Linked DNA regions of Mus musculus: region 2 is linked to region 1. Evidence: chromatin contacts called from public promoter capture Hi-C data. All regions are on one chromosome and are shown on one strand. The core of a region is the stretch at or near the end of the contact, and the rest is flanking DNA. Distances in the headings are between cores, read along the strand shown. Region 1 holds the start of Zbtb38 (zinc finger and BTB domain containing 38). Region 2 holds the start of Spsb4 (splA/ryanodine receptor domain and SOCS box containing 4).

What was found. Promoter capture Hi-C pulls out the DNA fragments that hold promoters and counts their contacts.
Region 2: a promoter capture Hi-C map of pre-B cells shows a contact between it and region 1, with 1.9 times the contacts expected there. The contact joins the promoter of Spsb4 here to the promoter of Zbtb38 in region 1. A contact is called at or near these places in 1 of 39 promoter capture datasets (pre-B cells) and 1 of 9 other capture datasets (adipose tissue).

The regions. Positions count from the first base shown.
Region 1 is chr9:96,717,256-96,723,565 of GRCm38.p6, reverse strand. Zbtb38 (zinc finger and BTB domain containing 38) reads left to right here and starts at 3,716. Exons shown (of 3, transcript NM_001359959.1): 1 at 3,716-3,780; 2 at 5,257-5,356.
Region 2 is chr9:97,014,751-97,021,060 of GRCm38.p6, reverse strand. Spsb4 (splA/ryanodine receptor domain and SOCS box containing 4) reads left to right here and starts at 2,706. Exons shown (of 3, transcript NM_145134.3): 1 at 2,706-2,867. Gm16010 (a long non-coding RNA gene) reads right to left here. Exons shown (of 3, transcript XR_871043.3): 1 at 4,720-6,310; 2 at 3,295-4,434; 3 at 1-3,068.

The sequences.
Region 1 (6,310 bases), core at 2,467-4,966:
CGAGTTGAAGAAATGCTGAGAATGTTACACAGCTGTTTATGTAACAAAGCAAAATGTAGATTTCCACAAACTTTGTATCGATGAAAGAAAATATAAAATGCAGTATTAACTATAATAACTATAATGGGTATGGCTGTGATTGTGTCTACACCATTATGGGCAATGGCATTTGAATTTCATATGATTTCTCATCAGAAAATGTTCTTTTTGACACTCTACCCAATCACTTAAAAATGTAGACCTTGGCCTAGAGAGATGGCTCGGTTGATGAGGAGAAAACCATGCTTTTGCAAAGGACCCAAGCCGGATTCTCAGCACCCACCTTGCTCACAGCTGTCTAGAGCTCTAGAGGCAGAGGATACACTGCCTCTGGCCTCCTCCGGCACCCGTGCTAGGTGCACACACCCAACACAGACAGACGCATATTGTGAATACACAAAAGTTAAAAATATTTTTAAGCTTAAAAAATACAAAGCTATTCTTAGGCCATATAAAAGTAGGTCACAGGTTAGATTCATATTTGAAGAGCTATCCCTTCCTTCCTTCCTTCCTTTCTTCTCTTCCTTCCCCTCCTTCCCCTTCCTCCTTTTATTGAAACAGAGCCTTCCTTTGTATCCCAGGCTGGATTTAAAATCATGGTCCTCCTGCCCTAGTTTCCAGAGTACTGTAATTACAGGCATAGATGATGATTCTATTTTGTAAATTATAATCTGTTCTGGGGACCAACTAGCCAGATTGAGTCAATATGTCCTGTTTAATTTCTAATAAACAGTGTGTGTGTGTGTGTGTGTGTGTGTGTTGGGCATCTTGTGGCACACGTGGAGATCAGAGAATAAGTTGTCTGGGGATCGAACTCTGGTCATCAGGCTTGGCAGTACATATCTTTATCCACAGAGCCATTTCATTGGCCCCAATTTCAGAAAACATTTTCTATTTTTTTGTCTTCTAATTTTATTACTTTTTCTTAGAAAGCTAAGATATACATACTGTGAAATAGTTAGAACCTTAATTTCGTCTTAGAAAAGAAATGCTTAAAATACCTAATTAAAAATATTAAAAAAAAAAAAAGAAAGAAATGCTGAACTACTTACATAGGGCTAAAAGAATAATGTCTGCAGCCTTCGGAGATTCAGGAGAGAGGGAAACGGGAGGGAGGGAGGGAGGGAGGGAGGGAGGGAGGGAGGGAGGGAGGGTGAGAAACAGGGAAAGGCCTATCACCATCCTCTTAGTTCTTCTGGAAGCTTGAAATATTCCTTTTTATTAAAAAAAAAAAAGGACTTTAAACTGTAGATTATTGAAACCATGTATAGCTGTGGGGGCCAAACCCAAGTGCCAAATGCCATCACGTCTCATAGGCAACATATGAATTTGTCCAATTAGGTTATTAAACAAGCACAACTGCAAGTAAGTGTCACACAGTCCCTCTCATCCGACACTTAGTTTCCCACACTCCACAGGCTTCCCCTTCCTCTTTGATCCTTGCTGCCTTGTGGAGGACATCTTGTGTGGGCTTAAAAGGCAACGTTTTAGTCTTGTGTAGTTGCTACATTGGAGACCTATAAAAAAACGGGAAAAGGGAACAGTGTTAAACTGCCCCATAACCTTAATCAGAAAGCGCATGCAGTGTAATAGAAACTTTGTGGGAATTAAACAAAATGAGACAGAAAACAAAGACAGCTTCCTGGGCAAGGCCTAGGAGCTATGGCGTAAAGATGAGCAGATAGAAGGGTAAGGAGACAAAGTCTTAGATTCTCCTTTTTCCTCTTAAAATGCATTAAAATGGGAATTATTACAAAGAAAACATCACATGTAGTAATTTCAGAACATTGTAAAGGAAACTTTACAGAAAAGAGCGTACTTATGATAAGATGGGATGTTTCCGGAAATTTCCAAATAGTTCCCCCACACTCAGAAGGATGATTGAGAGTCTGGTTATGAGGAAGGATGGAAATTTTTGAACGACTGGCTTATTACATAAGCTTCAAGCCATTGCTGTGATAGTTCAGTTCTTAAAACAATGTGAGGAAATATGCTTGCTTCTGGAGAAATATTTGGCTCCCATGAGAAAAAATTGCAAGTGTTTGTGATGGCCCGCTAGAGGTAAGGAGCCATCCACACACTGACTCTTAAAGCCAGAGCCAAGTTTCACTACTCACACACCGTTGACAGGATCTGATCAAGACACTTCCCCGAACACCCTGGAGTCAGACTTAGGTCATAGGTCCCAAGTGACCCTAGCAGATCACCAATGTAAAACCACTATAAACAACAGAAGCCCTAACTCAGAATAGTTAACCTTCAATGCTCAGACGTGTCTGAAGTTAGAGAGCACTTACAATGCTAGGTGCTATTGTAAATGATCCACGTGTATTATTTAATTCAATTTAAAAAAATCACCTAGGAGGTAGACATTAATACTAAAACATATTGCATGTTAGGTACCAAAGCTGAAGGTCAGAGAAGTGGCCGTACATAGCAACAAACCTAGGCTGTCAACACAGGCCTGCTGAATCCAGAAGGCCAACCAACCTTGCCCGCTACCTCCCACCGGTCCCAGGGAATCAGCCACAGCCATACAGCTTACAGACTTCCCAGTCTTTGTGCACCAGTTTTCCCGAATTTTAAAATCATCTTCAGAGTTTCTAAAAGCCTCAATGGAAACACAAACAGGCAATTAGACCACGAGTTTCTTCAGTTTTGTTTTTTAAGGCTGGTATCTACCATTGCCAACAAGTTAGATCAGGTCTTGTGGAAGTTCTCATTGGCAGTTATGTAGACAAAAACATTCAAGCTCCCTTTTTTTTTAAGGGGAAGATGAATCATTACTTAATACATGCAGTTTAGTGGAGTTAATCTGTGAACACTGGCCTATGGAGCGAGAGAATAAAAGGGTGTTTGGCATCGAGAAGGTCGGGAACTGCTCGTTACATGTGTATGCACGTTGCCCAACCTGTCAGCCTTCACAACTCTGCATTTTTTTAAGTGACACCATTCTTCCTGCATCGTTTATGGGGCTTTACTTTGCATATAGTATTAAAAATCTACTCAGCTCACCAAAATGATCATATTCTTAATGTTTGGTCAAGGAACTGGGGTGCATAAATGGCAAGTACTGTATTCCAGGAAAATACCCTTTTTCAAAACCTTAAGGTTTTGCCAGGGAGCGAGTCGTTTTCCAAAGGACACACACACACACACACACACACACACACACACACAAAATCAAAAACTAAAAACAAACAAAAAATACTAAAGACTCAATGCTGGATGGTTCAAAACAAACACCTGCACTTAGGTGTGCGTGGGGCAGTAGGTGCCACACTGCGAATCTGTGTGGGAAGGATGTCAGCGGGCAGTCGGTGGCTTTTATTTTTTTCATTGCATGAAACAGTTCTTATACCATGGTGGGAAATAATCCAGGCGTCCCCTGACAGCCATGAGAAAGCACAGGTGACACCCTGTTCTCAGAATTTGGTGCGGGTTAAAACTGCATAGGGTGCCCGGGGCCTGCTCGGTGGCTGCGCAGCATCTGTGCGAGCCTGGCTCTGCCGCAGTGGCGCCGGGGGGTGCGGGAGCCTCGCGGCCTGCAGCGTCCCGGAAGCCCTGCGCGTCGGCGCCCGAGGTCGAGCGACCGTCCGGCCTGCACTGCACCAGGGGCAGACCGGGGCGTCCGGGCCCAGCCGCCGGCGTCCATTTTCTGGGCGGCGCTGCGGCCGGACTCGCAGGTCCGGAAGCGCCATGGACCCCGCGGGAAGCGCGCGGGCGGCGGAGCGGAGCCCCGTAAGTGCGCGGGGTCCGCGCGACTCCGGGGCGTGGAGGTGGGGAGGCGGGAGCCGGTGGGCAGCGCTCGCGCCGGGCTGCAGCGGACGCGGAGCGGAGCGGAGCCTACGGAGCAGCCAGCGTCCGCAGGTGCCCGCGTCCCGCCCCACCAGGCTCGGCTGCAGGGGGGCAGCGGGGAGTGACGCGCACCTGGGGCTCGGGACTGTCGCGCCTCCCCTCCGGTGAAGCGCAAACCCGGGCTGCTTCCTGACCCTACCCGTTCGCGATGAGATCCTAGTGCGACACCAAGCCCCTGGAATTGAACCGGATGTTCAAAGGCAGGGCCCTGCCTCCAGGGGTTGCAGCCTTGGCCTCCTGCTCCTGCTTGCTGCAGCCGTCTGTCCGTTGGGACAATTCAACAGTCAGCCTTTAGACACCTCTTTGCAGGTTAGCTGATAAATAACCTGAGATTTTAATCTGTCTGCGCTTCCACTTTATAACTCCTGCTTTGCGGTGGGTAAGTGCCTGGTTCCCATTCTGGATATTGGGCCTGATTGGAAAACCCTTGTAATGATCGGTTCTAAATGATAACCGTTTATGTTGCGTATGCATATTTGAAAGGTTAAAGGGCATTCACCTAATTGGGAAGCTCAAGTGCTTGCTCTGGTTCGCGTGGCTGGAAAGACTCGTTTTGTTGTGGTTTCAGAGAAACTTATAGCGTCTTACAGTAGCTAAGATCAAAGAGCAGAGTTTGTGTTTTGTGACAGGGTCTGGTTAAGGAGCCTAGAATGGTTAATAGGTTAGCCCAAGCTGGTTTCGAACTTGCCACTTGCAGCGGTTGACTGACTGCTAGGATGATAGGCCTTCTACCAGTGTTTTTCCAGGACCAAACACGCATTAGAATTCCTTTGATGGGTCATTGCTGAAAATTTTGAAAAGATTAGAATATATAGTGCGAAAAGACTAGAAAAAGTAACCGTTGCACACAGTACAGATAAGCATAGTTTAATGAAGCCTTTGGCTTATATAACATCATTTGTAATAAAATGGGTCACTGTCAAAAAAGCCTTTAAGACTCCAATTTAGCGTTCTGTGGTGGGGATTTTGCACCCAAATCAGACTGGGTTTGTGCTGATGTTAACCTGGGTTTGAATCCCGACACTCACCCAGGGTGACCTCCAGAAACAGGTTCACGGCACTGTTTGCAGCTGTAAAATGGGGAACTGTTCCCTACAGCTGAGGGGTGTTACGGAGATTTACCCATCCGCTGAGAGCACTTGGTGGAGTTCCCGATGTCCTAAAGGCACCTCACATATACTAACGGCAATGACTTTTGTGGCTGAAATCCTGAATCCTAGACACTCGTCCTGAATCCTAGACACTAGTCCTGAATCCTAGACACTAGTCCTGAATCCTAGACACTAGTCCTGAGTCCTAGACACTAGTCCTGAATCCTAGACACTAGTCCTGAATCCCTGCACTTTCATCTTCTCTTAGATCTTGATATGGAAGACATGGCGGGCTCAGAACCAAGGATTTCCGAGTGATTTCTGCCAAAGCACAGAAGCTAACTCCGTCAAGGCTGGCGTGTTCTGAGGTAACTGAGGTCTATGTCTTTCCTTAGTCAGCATGAAATAAGAAATGGCAGTTTCTAAAAGAATCCTCAAGGTTACTGAATCATGAGTTCGACCTGCCAGGTTTGTGTACTACGAAATTTCCACGACTCTCAAGCAGTCTGTTATTAAGAACACACGGTGTGCCAGGCCTCTGTGCAGAGGGAGAACTAGCAAACGAAACTTCAAGGCAACAGGCTCAGCTCATGTTAGCTCTACTGGTAGATGTGATGAGAACTTTTGTGTGTGTGTCTTGATAGATCTGTGGCTTCCTCAAGTCGTAAGGATCCGAAAACAAGATGGAAGGCCGGAGTGTTTAACTGAGTTGTTGTTGTTACCCGTGGCGGGTTGAGGCCAGGGCAGACATGCTGCCAGCTTCTCCACTTGCTGTAGAGTGAGCCCCCTGCTAGCGGTAGAGTATGCAAGCATGAAGAGACATTTGTGTTTCTCACGCAGATGTCCTGACAGGCCAGCACACTAAGCTCTAACTTATATGTGGTTCCGAAGTCCTAGGCAGTGACAGAAACAGCTACCATTTGTCAAACGATTGTGTGTCTTTATGTGTCAGGCAGTGTGTTAATAATTTACTCCTCTGGGGGCTGGAGAGATGGCTCAGCGGTTAAGAGCACTGACTGTTCCAGAGGTCCTGAGTTCAATTCCCAGCAACCACATCTGTAATGGAATCCGATGGCCTCTTCTTGTGTGTCTGAAGACAGCTAGAGTATACTCCTATAAGTAAAATAAATAAATATATTTAAAAAAAAAAAAACAATTTACTCCTCAACGGTACTCCTGAGAGTGGAGGCAGAAGAAATGTATGGGATTGAAATGTGCAGACCGTAGCAGGCCTTGGGAGTAGCATGGCGTGGGAGGCTTTACAGCCAGCCCTTGCTGTACTGGGCGCAGCCTTGCACAATGCTCTGCTGGAGCCACAAAGT
Region 2 (6,310 bases), core at 1,457-3,956, 300 kb before region 1:
GGGACACACCATACCTATGCTATTCAGGGGGTGGAAGATTTGGGGGAACTTTAGTGATATTTGGGGGTGCCATTGTGCCCATTTCTTGATACCCAAGGCAAGTCACAAAGGCTTGTGTAGAGAACTTATCTGGCACACAGGTATGTATTTGGGGGAGCAGTTTCTCAAAATGTGACCCTTGACCCTTCCTCACCTTGTTCTAGAGCTATTGTGAAGTCTTCCAGAAAGAAGGAAGAAATGAGTGTTGGCAGTTGTATTGGGGTCCAGGTAGAAAAACCATCAGCCGGGGATGGTATTTTTTTTTCAGGGTTTATTTTAAGTGTATGAGTACTTTGCCTGTGTGAATGTATGTGTGTTATTTACATGCCTGGTGCTGATGGAAGTCAGAGGAAGGCATCTGATGCCCTGGAACTGATATTCTGGACAGCTGTGACCCACCATGTGAGTGCTGGGAACTGAACCCTGGTCCTCTGCAAGAGCAGCAAGTACTTTGTTTGTTTGTTTGTTTGTTTGTTTGTTTGTTTGTTTGACACAGGGTTTCTCTAGGTAGCCATAGCTGTCCTGGAACTCATTCTGTAGACTAGGCTGGCCTTGAACTAAAAGATCTGACTGCCTCTGCCTAGTGAATGCTGGGGTTAAAGGCGTGCACCACCCACTGCCTGGTTTAACCGTCTGAGTCATCTCTCCAGTCCTTGAAAAGTCTTGCTTAAGTTCCTGTTTGCTGAGTTTTCCTCGGTTCTCATTTCACGATGTCCAGCTCTGTTAGCACCACAGCCGTGGTCAGAGCACGTACTCCAGAAATGTCCTGGGGAGGGAGGGGACTCGGGGGGACAAGGAAATGTGTGCATGGGTCACATTCCCTTCAGCAGCTCTTCTGTGCAGTCCCAAGAGCAGAGACACACAGGTACGGAGAGACAGACATGCAGATATAGATGAAGCAGCCCAAATAAAACCAAGAGCGCCACAAATACTTGCTCAGAATACCCCTCTGCCACACCACTGAGCTGTCCTAATCGACAAAGCATCATTGACTGCCTGGATCTCTGAAGCAGCTTCCAAGCTGGCCAGTGCTATTCATCCATCTATCCATCCTGCCACTGGATTATCTTTCTGGACAGCAAATCTGTGAAGGTCAAGAGGCCTGCCAAACTGATCTTGGGGAAAAGCCAAGCCCTTTGGATGCTCTCCAAGACCCTAAGTACCTACTCTCGTTTCATCTTACCTCCTGTTTTGGCTCCAGTCATACCACAGGCTGTTACAGGTACCTACCATGAGACTATGATGTCTCTGCATCTAGCAGCTCATTCATGCAGACACTTCCACAAGGAAACATTCTCAAATTGCCCTCCCCAGTCTGGGAGAGGTACCCTGGAGCCTTGGTCAACACATTTCCCTCACAGGGCTGAATTACAGGTGCTTATCTTCTGTGTACATGGGGGGAAAAAAAAGGACACTTTCTGAGGGGTGAGGTCAGTTAAGACTATGGAATGGACCTAATGTCAACTCTGGCATGGAAAGCAGGATGCCCTGGCCTGGAAGGAAGCCAACTTGGAGGTACAGAGCATCCCTCGCTCTGGCCACGCCCTCTTATCTCTGCGCTCTGGTTACCGAGGGAGCCGCCATCCTTCAGCGCTCTCGGTAGCCCTCTGATCGATGATCCTTCTCTCGGGCCTCAGGTGGTCAGGGGAAAAGCACCATGGAGCAGGTGCTGCGTGAAATTGGATTCTGAAAGATGAGTTGGAGTCTGGCCTCAGAAATAAAGTGTGGACATGTGTGTGCCTAAGGCAAGGGGGTATATTAAAGCATTCTCTTTCCCAGTCGTTGTTTCCCGCAGGCCTTCAATACAGGCTCCAAAGCTATCTGGCGACCGTGATGTCTCCTCTCTTCATCCCCGCCCCTAGGGACACCCACCGTGGCTCTCTAGGCACGCTTGAATGAATGGGGGAGGACCCATGCGCATGAATGAGCGCGTGTGTGAGCGAGTGTCTAGGCTAGCCAGTCCGCAGATGAGTGAATGGCGTCCGCGCCACTTCGGCCCAGGGGCGCGGGCGAGGGTTCCACTTCCCTTTCCCGCCAGCTGGTGGCCTCCAGAAGGTGGCAGAGCCGGCAGCGGCCCGAGCTGGGACGGCCGGGGCGCGGGATGGTGGGGGAAGGGGCGTTCCCGGCGGCCGCGCCTTCCGCGGCTATTGGATTAGTGGCCTTCAGGGATGAGCTCAGCCGGATCGGCTTTCAGCTGCAGCCTCCGGGCCGGCCGGGAAGGCGGGGAGCGAGCGGCCGTGGAGGAGGAGGGGGAGGCGGCGGCTGCAGCATCCAGAGCTGGCCCTGGCGGTCGGCGCGCCCGGCGCACAAAGGCGCTCAGCCCCTGGGGAAGGCAATGAGCGCACAGCTGCCCGGGCCCTGGCCACCACTGCAGCCCTCGCGGCGTGTGCTCAGTGCTCTAGGGAAGAAACCCGGTGCTCCGGGGACGGGCGGCCGAGGTGCGGCCCGTGTGCCCTGAGCGCGGGACTCGTCGCTCTCCAGGTCAGGCGCCAAGCTTTAGGGCCATCAGGGCAAGGGCTTCCGCATCTCGCTGAGATCAGCGCAGTGGGGCACTTCACTACTCGGGACCGGACCTCGGCGGCCTCTCCCGAGCGTCAACTTCTCCAAGAACGTCCCTAACTCCAGGGCACCCTGCGGAGCGAGAGGGCGCTGCCGCCGGATACAAGTCGAGAGGACGCGCCGCTGGTTGAGAAGCAGCAGCCAGCATCCGCGGGGTCGCTCGGGCGCCCCTGCGTGGGCGGCAGTGGCAGCAGACCTCTCTCCCGGGAGTCCCGGACCTGCCAGCGCTGGGGATTCCTCCCAGGCAGGCGCTCGCCCTCTCTTTTATGGTAAGTGTTCTCCAGCTCCTGCTAAGGGGTGATCGTCCGCCAGTACCGGTCACACTCGGTGCTCTTGGGGGACTCTCTGGTTCCGGTCCGTGGGAATGTCTCTGTGAATTATGGCATTCCGAACTGGTTGGTTTGCGCCCAGCCTCGGGCGTTGCGTTGAGGTCAGCCTCTGGTACTGTAGGTTTGAAACCGCTGCTCTCCCTGTAGTGGAGACAACACACACAAATTGAACCCAGACTCAACCGACTATGTTCCGGTCGTATATCCGTCACTCTCTGGGGTGACCTTGGGCCAGGTGCCACAACCACGGTTTCCTCATCCATAAGATGGGGGTGATAGTGTGCCCTTTTTTACTAGAGTGTTGGAGGAACTGCTGGGGTGGTGCGGAGACCCGCGTCTGGCATTCAGAAAGCACTTAGATACTAACTAGCGTTATTAGCCTTGTGAGTCCAAGCACATCATCCAATTTCGCAGAGCTGCCTCATCTGAGTGGCGAGGACTAATTTCTGGGGGTCTGCTCGTCTGTGGCTTTTGGAGCTGTGGGAGTAAAGCGTCTAGCACTCAGCAGCCGCTGGTGGTGATTGTTCGTCTCCGACGCTGGGGCAGGGAAGACTGATTGCCGGGTCCGGGAGTCGCTCGCGCACGGTTCCCAGCCTGGCTGCGAGACAAACTTGGAGAGAATAGGTGGCTCCGGATTCTGCTCTGGGAAGCAGGGAGGAGGAAGCCAAAGCCCGGAGTGCGGCAAATAAGTCCAGGAAAAACAAGGGACCCCAAACTCCCGGCTAGAAAGGCCCAGGAAGTGTGATTCCCACCGCCCCGTGGCCAAGCGAGAGCTGCTGAGTCAAGAAGAGAGAAGAGAGCACGTTTGTGTGGCTCTATCTAGAACTTTCAGTCCTGCAGTCCCGGGCTTGGATTTGAATTCGGCTTTCAGCTCCATCCCGCGGTGTGACCTTGAGCGATTCTTCTAAGGTCCGCTGCTCTGTGCTTCCCCTCGCCCTCCTCCCCTCCCCCTTTCTTCCCCTTCTCCTGGTTCCTCTCCCTCCCTACTCCAGGAATTGGTGTGAACATCTCTTATCCTTCCATTCATCTGCCCCTAACAGTTGTTGAGCCTATCTAGATTTAGAAGAGATAAGGGGAAAGTTCACTTCCCACTGTGCCCTGTGGAAAGCGACTAACCCCTGAGGCTTCCTGTCTGTTTCCTCACTTTGGCACCTCTGTCTTTCAACTAAAGCCTGCAGTTTCTATTGCTCAGGGTGATGGAGGATCTTTCAACCTCGCTGCTCCACTCGCTCTCCCAATTGGTTTTGGGCTGCCCGATAAACCCTCTATGCAGAACAACAAAATGTCAAAAGTGTGGTATAGACATCCTTTACAGACGGCCACAGTTTTTGAGACACACACCCTGAATCCATGTTTCAGATTTCCACAGCAAGGACGGTAAAAAGAATTTAAGCCACTTCTGGCAAGCTGCGAACAAAATTAGATTCACCAGCTATGCCATGCAAATATCTCTTCAGTTTTCATTTCTCTTCGACTTTAAGGATATTCAGTGACATAGAAATAAAATCTGCAAGGAAAAACCAGAAGAAGTCAAAAGTCACGGCAGAGCTGGGAAAGAAATGCTACTTACTGCAGTGGCTTCGTAGCTTCCAATTGGGAACCGATTTGGGGTGTCTGTGTGCTGGGAGTGGAACCTAGGGCTCTGTGCATACAAGATAAGCACTCCACCCCTAAGCTCTAGCCTCAGCTTAAAATGTATAAAGAATCAAGACAAGGAAGAGCCCCAAAGGACAAAGACTACAGACAATTTACCCAGAGAGAGTGAAACAGAAATAACACATATGCGCCTTACCTCAATAAGAAAAACGTGTGCTAAAGCCAGAAGATTCAGTTTTTCAGATATCAGATTGGCAAATAGTAATGGCCATTCACTAGCAAGAAGGATTTATCCTCAAAAATGTAAATAGTCCAAATTCCTTTCTAAAGCTAGAACTTCCTCGAGACTACTAGGAGTGAAGACTGGGCCTGCCCTCTAGGCCTGGCTTTCACTGACCCCACCTTCTTTTCTGTCACTTCCCCCTTCCCCACCCCTGAAACCCTGGCCTAAGATCTTGGTTTTGCTCCAACACTCCAGGGCTTATTCCTTTCCTGACTTCCATTCCTACCCCAAGTTGGTCACAGGATCGGAACCTTGTCATGGAAGCATGTCCCAGGATGTGGCTAAGGCTCAGGCCTGAGGCAAGGTCTTTGCCCTTTGAGAGAAAGACCCAGTCAACACCCCCATGCTCCAGTTAATTTTTTTCTAAGCCGGCTGGCTCAGCTGGCTCGCCGCCACACATCGGTGCTCCTGAAAGGGCCCTCCTCTGTTGGCACGGTAACAAAAGATCTCCAGGAGCTCCCTAGATAGAACAAGAAACTGGATGTGGAAAATCAGGAGGTTAGAGGGACCTAGCTAGGTCCATTAGAAGTCTTTCCTGGTAATCATTTTTTTTTTTTTCAAAAAAAAAAAAGTACTTAATGTCTGCACTTAACTTGTGTGAACATGATCACTCATACTTGGCAAAAAGATCAATAATAAAAAATTAAGAATCTAGCAGCACATTTGAATAAAACATGGTCCCTCCATGTGGGGGGCTGCCTTTCTTTCCTGCTGCTGCTCAGAAACAGGCATCGGTTCTGAAGTTGCAGAAAGCATCAGTTAGGCCTATCCTTTGGGAAAGACCCCAGCTGAGCTGTCATAAACTTTGTGGAGTGTTGATTGCATGGGAATCTTGCTTTGCACATTGAATTTGGAACTTAATCCACGTTTCAAATGTATACTTCAATTGTGAAAAAACAAAACAAAAACAAAAACCTTGATGGTAAAAACACAAATTATTCAGTCCAACAACCTTTTTTTTTTGGAGATGGCTCTCACCTTGCAGCCCATGCAGGACTAGACCTCACAGGGTAGCTCAGACTGGCCCCAAACTCTTAATCTTCCAGACCCTCCTCCCAAGTGTTAGGACTGCAGTACCTGGCTCTGGCAAGTATGTTGCTGCAGACAGGTAGTGTGTCCAGGACTGATTTAAAAGACGGGTGGCAATTAGTGGGGCATTGGCTTCTAGGAATAGCACGTGATGCAGGAGGCGTCAGTGGGACTAAAACTTTTAGAATGACATCGTGGGGCAGAAAGATGGAGGGAGGATGCCGAGGTGGGCACACAAGAGTGAGAGATGTAGGCAGTGAAAGTGAACAGGTCCCAGACAGAAGCTTGGGGTAGAAGAAGGTGAGCTGACTTGAGAGTCTGGTGTCACTGGTTGGAGAAAGACTACAAGAAGAGGTTGACTGTGACACCCTTGGGTGTCAGCTCAAAGGATGCTTGTTTGAGTGAGCAGGCGGCAAGGTGGGTGGGTTAGGAAATCACAGGCCCTCACTAGGAGACTGCTTTAGTAATCCTGCTA